Linked DNA regions of Danio rerio: region 1 is linked to region 2. A link is a contact called in public Hi-C data. All regions are on one chromosome and are shown on one strand. The core of a region is the stretch at or near the end of the contact, and the rest is flanking DNA. Distances in the headings are between cores, read along the strand shown.

Region 1 (6,198 bases), core at 902-3,401, 140 kb after region 2:
ACGGCAGGTAGCGTCAGAAAGCCGCGTGTGTTATTCCGGTCACAAAATGCGGTGAAAATCCTACACAAGGTTAAAGTTTGGTTGTGGTGCTAACATGTTTACACTCGGTGCAATAGTTTGTTCGATATGAACAAACTGAATAAACAAAGAGCACTGATCATTCACTTACCAAATCTGTAGAGACAGGACAATCACCAGCAACTAGAGCCGCGTCTTTATGAAGAGAATACTACAAGCGAATCCGGATCTCAGTGTTTGCAGATGAGAACAGCTCTCAGGTAAACAATAATCCTCCTTAGACACGTAAGTTATTGTTGTCGCGCGTTGCGTACACTGTTAATCCACACGTGACTCCAGCTGCGCTCTCACAGAGAGAAAATGAAAACAAAACTTCACTGCAGCAAACTATAAAAGCAACACTTCACGCTTGTTCTGCCAACACAACGTGGCGTCTCTGTCGTCTAAACACTGTGACAGTAATGAATATTAATGAAGTTGCACAATAGAGCGCGCTGATTGGTTTAAACCAAGCTTTACTCATGCATTAATGCAGCACACTGTAAGACGTAATAAGACTCACTCTGGCACAGACGTCCAGTCTGCACGCTGGAATACACGCTATTATCTCATGACCGTGACGCAGCTTCAAAATTAGTTTCAAACCGGAAGTACGCAAAAACAACCAATTTACACTTTTTAGTGAAATATAGGTGTCCTAATAGTGTTTTTAGCAGTGTGGGACACATGTATGACTGTCAACAGCTCAACACATGTGTTCTGGTGTTTCGTGACCCTTTAACAAATAAAAACAGAAAATAACTTTATCTAGGCCTAAGCATTGCTCATTGTTTGTTCACACCATAACTAATGTTAATAATCGAAAACTTTCAGAAAAATTTGCTGTTTTCCAAACAACTTGTTTACAAAACACACTTGCTTCCTTCAGTCCCACAATTAGTTTCTATGGAATTTAATTAGTGTGAAAAACAGATGGACATAACACACACACACACACACACACACACACACACGCACAGGATCTTTAACTGCTCAATAAAACCCACATATGCTGTTTAATGACGAAATCTGTAAACTACAGCAAAAAAAACCTGCCGAGCTCAACAAAACACCACTTAAACCACAACAACGCAAGCCTGAAGTTAAAGAGCTCACCTTAACAATACTATAACAACCCAAAAATGTCTAGTGGCACTAAATGTGCCACGATATGCCATCCATGGCCGAATAGTCGACTTTTTCTATGAGGCTCGCAGGTTGTGTGGCTCTGCCGCCATTCGGGAGAGGGGTCTGGCTGAGCTGCATCTAATGCTTTTTAATGTGCTTGCCTAGCCCCACCTCTAACCCTACCCATCACAGTGATGTCACTAGCTCCATTGAGTGCATTCATTGTGTCTGACATTGCATCTCTGAGCGATGCAATCTCAGCTTGCATCAAAGGCTGCATCCTGATACTATTGCCATTCGGTGCCATGCGTTGCGTAGCAGCGTATACAAAACAATGCAAAGACCGCTTGGCTTGAAGTAAATAAACCAGTAGAGGGGTGCTGATGTTGATCACGTCAGCATGTGCTACAGTCACACTTAGTGTAAAGAGCATGTTGTTTTACCGTGGCCGAGTGAATTAAGTCATCAATCAAGCTTATTAAAAAAGAAAGATCGCACATGTGCGACTAAATAAATTTTCTAGTTCGCACACGTCTATTTTTAGTCGAAAATGCAAGCGAAATGGTCACGCTGTTGAGCCCTGCAAAAAAAATTTTGCAAAACTGCAAGGCGCACAAAAGGTGAAGCGCGTTATGTTGAGGACCACAGTAAAACCCAAGCCTACACAAGAAACCTTAGAGTTTAAATATTTTGGTGAAAACATAAGGTTGACAATTGCATGTAATTGCTCAAATGCAGCTGAAGATGACTAAAATGTTCTTCTTAAAGCCAATATCAAGAAAGAAAAACTGCTAAAGCACAAAGAAGAACAGCGTTTGGACCCATGCTCACTAATGTCTTCTCTAACGATGGTGCTTTACTGCGGTAACCGGATCTGCTGGATAGCAGTCTTACATCGGGAGAACAGAGCTGTTAAAACATCACATGACACCAAACACATTCCTGCATCACTATAAACGCTCACACACACACGCGCTGACGTCACTCTGATACTAATAGAGGCCATATGTCTTACACACACATATACACGCACACACACACACCTTTAGAAAATCTGTTGCAGACTGCATCTTGTGCAATCATTGTAATGAATATTGGTGCTTTACTGATAAGAGATGAAGCTCACAAACTCATTCTGCCTCAATGGAAACTGTAATGTGTATATTACTATTTGACATACATATTTATCACAAGAACAATGATATCTATATCAAAAAAAAAGTGCAATTAAAAGGGAATCTAAAAAATAATAACATTTAATAAAAAATAATTAGTTAACAAAATTCTACAATAAAAAAATTCATATGAAACATAAAAAATAATAAATATCAGGATCATGTAAAGCTCATATTTCACCGAAGAGTTAGATAGATTGATCGACAGATTGATAAATGGAAGGATGGATGGATGGACGGACGGACAGAAGAACGAGATGATAGATGGATGAATGGATGGATGGATGGATGGATGGATGGACAGAAGAACGAGATGATAGATAGATAGATAGATAGATAGATAGATAGATAGATAGATAGATAGAGAGATAGAGAGATAGATAGATAGATAGATAGATAGATAGATAGATAGATAGATAGATAGATAGATAGATAGATAGATAGATAGATAGATAGATAGATAGATAGATAGATAGATAGATAGACAAATGGATAGATAGATAGACAGACAGACGGACAGACAGATGAACAGACAGACGGACAGAAGGATGGATGGATGTATGGAGCGATGGATGGATAGATATATGGATGGATAAATTATTGAAATTGTATTGCCTTATATATTAAATATGAAATGATTTAAAAAAAAAAAAAAGGTTTAACTTTAAAAAGTTAAAATCACATCCACAATCAAAAAAATAAAAAACATATATCATTTTGGCTAAAAAAAACAAATAAACAAGCTTTTTTGGGAAGAAGGAAATATTTTGGTAGTATATGCTGTACTGCCCTAAATTAGTGCTGCTGATTTAATTAATAATTAATAATTGTAATTTAAAACAAATCAAAAATCAAATTAAAGGGCATTATATGAAAATATATGTACAGTAATGACAATATCCATGGTTAAACATCATAAAAACAATGTTTATATACACATAATGCTAAACGCTTTAGGGATTTTTTTTTTAAATATATTTTTTATATAATATTTCCCAAATGATGTTGAACAGATTCAGGAAATTTTCACAGTATTCCCTATAGTATTTTTCCTTCTGGGGAAAGTCTTATTTGTTTTATTTTGGCAAAAATAAAAGCAGTTCTTAATTTTTTAAAACCATTTTAAGGTCAACATTTAATTTCCCTTTAAGCAATATTAGTGTTGGATTGTCTGCAGAACAAACCACTGTTATACAATGACTTGCCTAATTACCCTAACTTTACCCTAACTACCCTAGTGAAGCCTTTACATGTCACTTTAAGCTGTATAGAAGTGTCTTGAAGAATATCTAGTCTAATATTATTTACTGTCATCATGACAAAGAGAAAATAAATCAGTTATTAGAGATGAGTTATTAAACTATTATGATTAGAAATGTGCTGAAAAAAACTCTCCGTTAAACAGAAATTGGGGAGCAAAATATACAGGAGTGCAAATAATTCATCAACTAATCCTACTGACTGAAGTGTCAGCACGTTGTGACTGCAAAATTTTGGCTCTTTCACTCACAACCCTTAAAATCAGAAGTTGGAAGATCTCAACAGGCAAAAAAGATAACAAAAGGTGCACACAAGCGAGATTAGTAAATCATGAACGCCTGCAAACACCACAGTAAAAATCTGACAGATGCACGGAAACAGCGCCATCTACAGACTAACACACAATTGTGGCTTCATATTTGTTATTGCTGCAACTCTTCAGATCAGTGCATCTAACATTTAAGAGAGAAAAGCACAAACATTCCCTGGTCACATTTCAACCCAAAATCCAAATAACGAACAGCAAAGGCAGAAGAAACCCGTTTAAATGACCGTAAAATAAATTCAGATCATTTTTGTTGATGAGTTTGTTTGTGATTCTCAATAATCTTGACAATATTCACCAGCTCCACATTACTGTATTAAAAGTATGTCACTTTAAAATCAAAACAGGAACCACAAAACACAGAAAACTGCTCATTTACAGATTTGTCAAACTCACACTGCACCAAAACTCCCATACGCTCGGCAGTTCATGGTAACAATGCCAAACCCACAAGCAAGGTCAGAAGTGAAAGCATCAGTATTGACTCACAGTGTTGGCCAGCTCCAGGTAGCCCCCGCTGCGGCTGAATGCAGGCTGACACAGGAGCTGCTGGACCCCAGATGAAGGCTCCAGAACACTGGGCTGCTCCAGGAGTTTCTGCAGTAAAGGAGAGCTCTGCTGATGATGATGAAGGTGAGGATGAAGATGAGGATGTGTTTGTGTTGGAGACTGAAGCTCTGGGCTCTGTAAATCCCGGGCTCCTGAATCAAACTCCCAACTCTCCCGAGCGCCTGCAAATACACAAATAACACACACATGAGCATAATTCGTTCATTTTCCTTTGGCTTAGTCCTTTTTGCCACAGTAGCATGAACCGCCAACAATTCCATCATATGTTTTACGCAGCGGATGCCCTTCTAGCTACACATTCACACACACTCATACACTACGGATAATTTAGTTGATCAGTTCCCCTATAGCGCATGTGTTTGGACTGTGGGGGAAACCGGAGCACCCGGAGGAAACCCACACCAACACAGGGAGAACATGCTAATTGTTGTGAAAAGCACTATACACATAAACATGCACTGAATTAAGACTGCGTGACTGAAAGACTTCTGCAATGTAAACGTATTCATGCTAAATTTGAGCTGCAATAACCCATTGTGTAAAGCCCTGGAGTGTTACTGAATGTTATCACAGAACGTTTATGACTTAAAAATTATATTGTAATCAAAGTAAACAGCATATATGGTCCTTCATCCGGTAAAGTCTCAACTGTCTGTGTAAATAAATCCTAATTCAGCGTCAAATGGCTCCATTGCTATTTGTTGTGATAAGTTGGATTTATTTGATATGGTATTGGTCTTATTAAAGTAATGGAAAATACACTCACTGGCCACTTTATTAGGTACAGTTATCTAACTGCTTGTTAACACAAATTTCTAATCAGCCAATCACATGGCTGCAGCTCAATGCATTTAGGCATGTAGACATGGTCAAGACGATCTGCTGCAGTTCAAAGTGAGCATCAGAATGAGGAAGAAAGGGGATTTGAGTGACTTTAACCGTGACATGGTTGTTGGTGCCAGAGTATTTCAGAAACTGCTGATCTACTGGGATTTTCACGCACAACCCTCTCTAGGATTTACAGAGAATGGTTTGACAAAGAGGAAATATCCAAGGAGCGGCAGTTCTGTGGGCGCAAATGCCTTGTTGATGCCAGAGGTCAGAGGAGAATGGCCAGACTGGTTCCAGCTGATAGAAAGGCAACAGTAACTCAAATAAGCACTCGATACAACCGAGCTCTGCAGAAGAGCATCTCTGAACACACAACACGTCCAACCTTGAGGCGGATGGGCTACAGCAGCAGAAGACCACACCGGGTGCCGCTCCTGTCAGCTAAGAACAGGAAACTGAGGCTACAATTCACACAGACTCACCAAAACTGGACAATAGAAGATTGGAGAAACGTTGCTGCTCTGATGAGTCTCCATTTCTGCTGACACATTCAGATGGTCGGGTCAGATTTCGGCCTCAACAACATGAAAGCATGGATCTATCCTGCCTTGTATCAGCGGTTTAGGCTGGTGGTGGTGGTGTAATGGTGTGGGGGAGATTTTCTTTGGGTCCATTAGTACCAATTGAGCGTTAATACCACAGCCTACCTGAGTATTGCTGCTGACCATGTCCATCCCTTTATGAGCACAGTGTCTCCATCTTCTGATGGCTACTTCCAGCAGGATAACGCAGCATGTCATAAAGCTCAATCATCTCAGACTGGTTTCTTGAACATGACGATGAGTTCACTGT
Region 2 (6,798 bases), core at 2,393-4,892:
CCTCATTAAACGCAATGAAAGTGTATGCTTCGCGTTGTTGTGTCAGAATCCTTGTGAAATACAGTAATACTTTAGGACGCTTAGTTTAAGCAAATTTGATGAACGCGATCATGCGTGTTGAATCTGAGGGGAGTCGCTCCAGTATGGAAGGCCATTGGGGCCAAAACGTCTGCAGCACGCGCGTGTGTGTGTGTGTGTGTGTGTGTGTGTGTGTGTGTGTGTCTGTGTCAGGCCCTTTGAGGGGTGTCAGGGGTGGAGTGAGCGACGTATCTGAGTAGGGGCGAGAGGGATGTGCAATGTATTTAACGACCGGTTTGCGAGAAATGATCATTCATTTGTGGGCATTTAGGAGTCTCTGTGCACTTGCGGGATACTCCTAGTCTTAGCAACTGGATGAATGTAAAGGAGGATTAAGCTAAATTGTTTCTACTCTATAATTAATGTTCTCAACTCACAGCAATAAAACTTTACAATGAGTGCAACAGTTTTTATTCTATAGTTTATTATTATAATTTTTCATTTTCCAGATCTGCAATTCCTGTATTTTGGCATTTTTTGCAGTCCACTCAGAATCCAACATGGAGATCAATGTTTTTTTATTGGCATTGATTGTTTTGAAATTTAAATGTCATTAACATGCCTGTGTTTTAATTTCTGTAATAAATATGGCTGTCAAGCAGGATCTTGATGGTTTATTGTGGGTATGTTGTTTGCATGAAGTAATCTGTGTTACAAGTTAAACACAAATTCTATTAAACAATTAAATTTTGAATTTAAATAGTTTTTGTCTTGCGTTTACATTAATTTTACATTTGAGTAGCCAAAATTACAAGTTTCAGCATTTTAAATGCGATTAATCGTGGTTAATTTTAAAAAAAAGGTGCGATTAATTATTTAATTTTTTTAATCGATTGACAGCACTAATATATACACACACACACACACATATATATATATATATATATATATATATATATAGCCCAAATCAGAAAAAAGCTTTGACACTATGGAAAACACAAATAAAAAAATAAAGTTCATTTCATTTTAGACGATATAGACTCAGACTCTTTGATGTTTTGTCTGGTTAACTTCATTTCACTTATAATACTAATATCCATCCTTTCCTATCAGTCAAAACAGTTGTGACAGGAGCAGTTTATTGCAGTGATCAGGTAAACTGGTGAAGTAATGGTGTGATGTGACACAGGTGATGTCAGCAGGTGATTGTGATTATGATTTGGAACAAAAGCAGCATCCAAGAAAGGTCTAGTCCTTTAGGAGCAAAGATGAGCCGAGGATCGCCAGTTTGCCAACAAATGATTGAAATGTTCAAACACAGAGAGAGGAAGACATTCGGATATTTCAGCTTCAACAGTGCAGAACATCATTAAAAGATTCAAGGAATCTGGAGGAGTTTCAGTGCGCAAAGGACAAGAGCGCAAGCCTCAGCTGAACAGTCTCTGATCCTTCAGGGGGCGCTGCATCAACAATCTTCATTTATCTATTAGCCAGTGTCACCACATGGACTCAGGACTACAGCAGCAAACCTTTGTCAAGTATGTAGTTACATCCACAAATGCCAGTGAAAACTGTACTGTGTTAAAAGGAAGCCCTATGCTAACAGTGTCCAGAAGCGCTGTCAACTTCTCTGGACTCGCAGGCATCTGGGATGGACCATCTCGCATTGGAAATGTGTGGTGTGCTCAGATGAATCAGTATTTCAGGTGTTTTTGGGAGAAATAGACAATGTGTGCTCTGGACCAAAGGAAGAAAAGGATAATCTAGACTGTTACCAGCAACAAGTCCAAAAGCCAGGGTCTGACAGTGTATGGGGTTGTGTCAGTGCCCTTGGCAAGGCAACCTGCACTTCAGTGAGGGCACTATTAATGCTGAAATGCACAGAGATTCTGGAGCACAATAAGTTACCTTTTCTTCCAGAGACGTCCATGTATATTTCAATAAGACAATGATAAACTACATTCTGCTCACATTACAGAGTCCTGCTGCAGAGGAAGAGGATACAGGTACTGGACTGGCCTGCCTGCAGTCCTGACCTGTCTCCAATAGAGAATGTGTGGCGCATTTTGAAGTGCAAAACGTGACAATGAAAACACCGTACTGTTGCCCACCTTAAGACTTGAATGAACAGCTACAGTAATTGATCTGTTGTGGTGATTCTATACCAAGCTAATATTTTCTTATTATAATATTCTGCTTTGTCATGTAAACACTTGTTTGTAGAGCGAGTAGTTTGACCATTCTGTGACGTTTATTATTCCTGGTCATTTCATATACGCAACTGATTTGGAAGTTCTAAAATAATCGCAAAAACGAGCGCACATTGAAGAATACGGTCGAACAGTTGCTATATACAATCATGAATAACAATGAAGATTCTTTAGTCGATCCTCGGCTCAGTTGGCGTTTCTGAGTTTGCATGTTCTCCCTGCATTCGCGTGGGTTTCCTCTGGGTGCTCCGGTTTCCCCCACAGTCCAAACACATGTGGTACAGGTGAATTGGGTATGCTAAATTGTCCGTAGTGTATGAGTATGTGTGTGTGTATGATTCCCAGAGATGGGTTGCGGCTGGAAGGGCAAAAGCTGCATAAAAACTTATTAAGTTGGCAGTTCATTCCGCTGTGGCGACCCCGGATTAATAAAGGGACTAAGCCAACAAGAAAATGAATGAAGATTCTTTAGCAACTAAATATTTAAATGCCTAAAGCTGATGTTCTTTCTTCACAGCTCAAGTGTTTGTATGTTGTAGTGCTGTGTGTCCAGCAGGAGGCGCCACTCAGGCTTAGTGATGATGTTGATGATGATAAGGATGTAGTGTGTGTGTGTGTGTGTGTGTGTGTGTGTGTGTGTGTGTGTTTTTGCACCTGTTTGCTCGTTTGAGGTCATTAACGAACTCTGCTGACTGCTGATGCCGGACTTCACTGCTCTTGGTCAATCTCTCCAGCGCAGAGACCAGCTCCTGAACACGAGCCTTCAGCTTCTTCTCTCTGCACACACACACACATACACATATGCATGTACAGTTTAGGTCTTAATTCATCATCCTCCTGTGATTTCTTGCTTTTTTTCTTCAAATGTTTCACAAATGATGTTGAACAGATTCAGGAGTTGTTCACAGTATTTCCTCTAATATTTTTTCTTCTGGAGAAAGTCTTATTTGTTTTATTTCGGCTAGAATAAAAGCAGTTTTTAATTGTTTTAAACCCATTTTAAGGTCAATATTATTCGCCCCTTCAGCAATATTAGTTTTGGATTGTCTCCAGAACAAACCACTGTTATACAGTGACTTGCCTAATTACCCTAACTTTACCCTAAATAACCTTGTGAAGCCTTTCAATGTCACTTTAAGCTGTATAGAAGTGTCTTGAAGAATATCTAGTCTAATATTATTTACTGTCATCATGACAAAGATAAAAGAAATCAGCTATTAGAGATGAGTTATTAAAACTATTACGATTAGAAAAGTGCTGAAATTTTTTTTTCTGTCTGTTAAACAGGAATTGGGGATAAAAAAAACATTCAGGAGGGCTGATAAGTCTGACGTCAGCTGTGTGTATACATCTGAAAGCTGTGCTGTAGTGGTGTGTTTCATGCTGTAGTGCGTGTTCTGACCTCCTGAGGGCGCCTGTGAGTTCTGCTGCCAGATCACCATCACTGAGATTCCTCAGATCACACACACTGACGGATGGAGAGTCTCCACAGTCCTGCACACACACACACACACACACACAAATAAATAAATAAAACAACTACTATGAAGTGTTTTACCGTGTGTAAGGTATGTTTCTTGTTTCCCTGTGTACAGTAAGCGAGGTATTTACTGAGCACTGCGGACTTCTTACAAGATGTCAAATGCATATTTGATGTCTCTAGAGTGTGTAGTTAAGTATACATACATACATACATACATACATACATACATACATACACAGTTGAAAGCAGAAGTTTACATACACTGTATAAAAAGTCAGCTGTTAATGTGACTAAACTTTTTCTCTTTTAGGTAAGTTAAGATGATCACATGTCTTTCTGTTCTGCTTAATAGCAGAATATGAGAGATATATTGTTTAAGAAATTGTCATAACTTTTCTAATGTCAAGTTTACACACAGTAAGATAATTCTGCCTCTGAAAAAGCTTAGATGATGATGTCAAGGTTTTGGAAGTTTCTGATTGGCTAATTGACAACATTTGAGTTAATTGGAGGCACAACTGTAGAATAGTGTTAAAGGAAAAGCTCAAACACACTGCTTCCTTTTGTGACATGTGAAAATCAACATGCCTGAATCAACAACAAAGCCAGATTACAATTTGCTCAATTACACTGGGAAAAGTCTAATGTTTGGAGACATGTCCTGTGCTCTGATGGAGCTAAGATTGAACTGTTTGGCCATAATGAGCAGTGTTACAATTGGAGGACAAAGGGGAAAGCGCACAAGCCGAGGAACACCATCCCAACTGTGCAGTAAGGGGGGGCAGCATCATGTTGTGGGGCTGTTTTGCTGCAGGAGGGACTGGTCCACTTCACAGCATAGATGGCATCATGAAGAAAGAACATTATGTAGAAATACTGAAGCAACATCTCAAGACATCAGCCAGGACATTACAACTGGGCCACAAATGGGTCTTCCAAACAGACCATGACCCTAAGCATACTGCCACATTAGTTCACATGTGCTTTACGGACAACAGAGTGAATGTTTTGGAGTGGCCATCACAAAGCCCTGATCTCAATCCTATAGAGAATGTGTGGGCAGAGTTGAAAAAGCTTGTGCGATCAAGACAGCCGACAAAGCTGACTCAGTTACAGCAATTCTGTCAGGAGGAATGGGCCAAAACTCCTGCAAACTATTGTGAGAAGCTTGTGGAAGGAGACCTGAAACATTTGACCAAAATTAGTTTAAAAGAAAAGCTAAAAAATACCAAGGAAATGTGTGTAAACTTCTGACTGTCTATAAATTAATAAAAAATTCTCGAAAACATTCTCTCATTATTCTGGCATTTAGCAAATGTCAATCATTTAGGTAATCCTAACAGACTTAAAGTAGTAAACGTTTAGAATGTTTTACCATCAGACATTTAAAAAAAAAGATTATGTTCCGTTTTTTTAGTGTATGTAAACTTCTACTTTCAAATATATACATATATATCAGAGGTCGCGTTAGACTTTCCCATTGTCTGTCATTTTAACAGAAGTAAAAATTCCGTCATAACCTATTACTGCCCGTCATTTGATTTGCATATTTTTTTAATCGCTTTTTTCATTCATATTTTATTTATGAACTTGCGCGACGAGCATATAGGCTAAATTATTAATTTACTTGTTTGGCAAATGAACAATAACTCTAACTAATATATTGCTCAACAATTAAATGTTTTTTTTTTGCACTGACAGCGGAGGGAATTAAAACACGACCAATTGTGCCTGAACACAGGCAGATATAAACAACAAAATATAACTATAGACTAAAATAAGAACACAACTTAAAAATGTAACTATTCAGACGATGTTCTGGAGAACTATCTGTCTTAACTCATATCTTCCTCCTGGTCCGCGTCGACCTTAACTGGGTGCTGGCCTGTGCATCATCAAACATATCACCGATGCAGAGGCAGTTGTCATTAAATTCTGTGTCTTTGCCTCGGAACTGTCTTGTGACAGTTTTAAATTTGTTCTGGAGGCTGAAGCCGCGTTCTGCTGCCACACTGGGGAATTACTAGCGCCACTTTAGCGGAAGTGATAAGAAGTTTGCAGGATTCTCTGAATGTGGGATTAACCGATCCTGCAAGCACTCGTTTGACGGGAATATCACGCGCTCTTTCTGCACTAGGGGCGCAGCTGCACCCCTCTGCGTTTCGTAGTGCTCACAAACGCACTCCAAAACACCTGACCTCCTTGCTACCGACAAAACAAGACAATTGTTAATTAATAAGGGCAATCGCCATCAGCTGGACAGGAGTGGGACTTACAGTTATCAACAAATTACAATAGATCACCCTCAGCATAATCTGTCAAAATGACGGATCACCTTTCGATTTTTCCATCACTGCTGAAAAAAATCCGTCAATGACGGAAGATATTCGGTTAATGCAACCACTGATATACATATATATATATATATACACACACACACACACACATACAGTTTTGTCCATATTGAGTTTCAGAGAATTTTAGTTAAGCCAATCATTCACTATGCCAATCACTCATTCATTAATATTTATCCATGACAGACTAAAACCACCAAACTAATTCAAGAACACACTCGGCTACATACAACCTAATTACTCACCAACAAAAACAAACCAAAAGACATGCATAAACCGCTTATGTTAACGCTGTTTTGCATTGAAGCGTCTGGATAAATGCGCACATGTAAAACTCTAACCCTAAATGCAATGCAGGACACTCTATTAATGTAAATACCTCTACTATAATGTTTACTGAAGATAATAAACACACACAGACTGGTGTTTAGAGCAGACCCGCTTCAAGGTCACGGTGTGATGGTGCATTCTGGGATATGAAGTGAATCAGCAGAAACTGGAAATGAAGATCTGGTGTAAAAGCTCAGAGGAGAAGATCGATCGAGACGAGGAGAGGAGAAGAAAAAATTCCTCCTCAATAATTCACACCGCTGGAGAGAGCAGACACGCTCTTTATTCTCTACATTACACATCAACATTTTAGTCAACCTTTAGTTTTAGCATTCTAATTAAATTCAGCATATTAGTATTTAATTTAGAAATTTTCATAACATTTTCATGGTTTGTTTTTCTC

Evidence for each region. A called contact is a pair of places that touch in the nucleus more often than the background predicts.
Region 1: a Hi-C map of embryo shows a contact between it and region 2, with 2.3 times the contacts expected there. The contact joins two enhancer-like sites. A contact is called at or near these places in 3 of 18 Hi-C or Micro-C datasets (caudal fin, embryo and an unstated tissue).

What each region holds. Positions count from the first base shown.
Region 1 is chr5:2,656,075-2,662,272 of GRCz12tu, forward strand. mcc (MCC regulator of WNT signaling pathway) reads right to left here. Exons shown (of 19, transcript XM_073951783.1): 3 at 4,435-4,676. It also overlaps a transcript of si:ch73-55i23.1 not described here. Among named protein-coding and RNA genes, the nearest start is that of mcc, 13 kb to the right of the region's middle. Within about 2 kb of position 2,152, at least 18 of the 62 cell types and tissues checked have an H3K27ac peak or open chromatin away from gene starts, as enhancers often do.
Region 2 is chr5:2,510,854-2,517,651 of GRCz12tu, forward strand. It overlaps mcc (MCC regulator of WNT signaling pathway), which reads right to left. Exons shown (of 19, transcript XM_073951783.1): 16 at 3,631-3,722; 17 at 2,883-3,005. It also overlaps a transcript of si:ch73-55i23.1 not described here. Among named protein-coding and RNA genes, the nearest start is that of ppp1cc, 48 kb to the left of the region's middle. Within about 2 kb of position 3,643, at least 3 of the 62 cell types and tissues checked have an H3K27ac peak or open chromatin away from gene starts, as enhancers often do.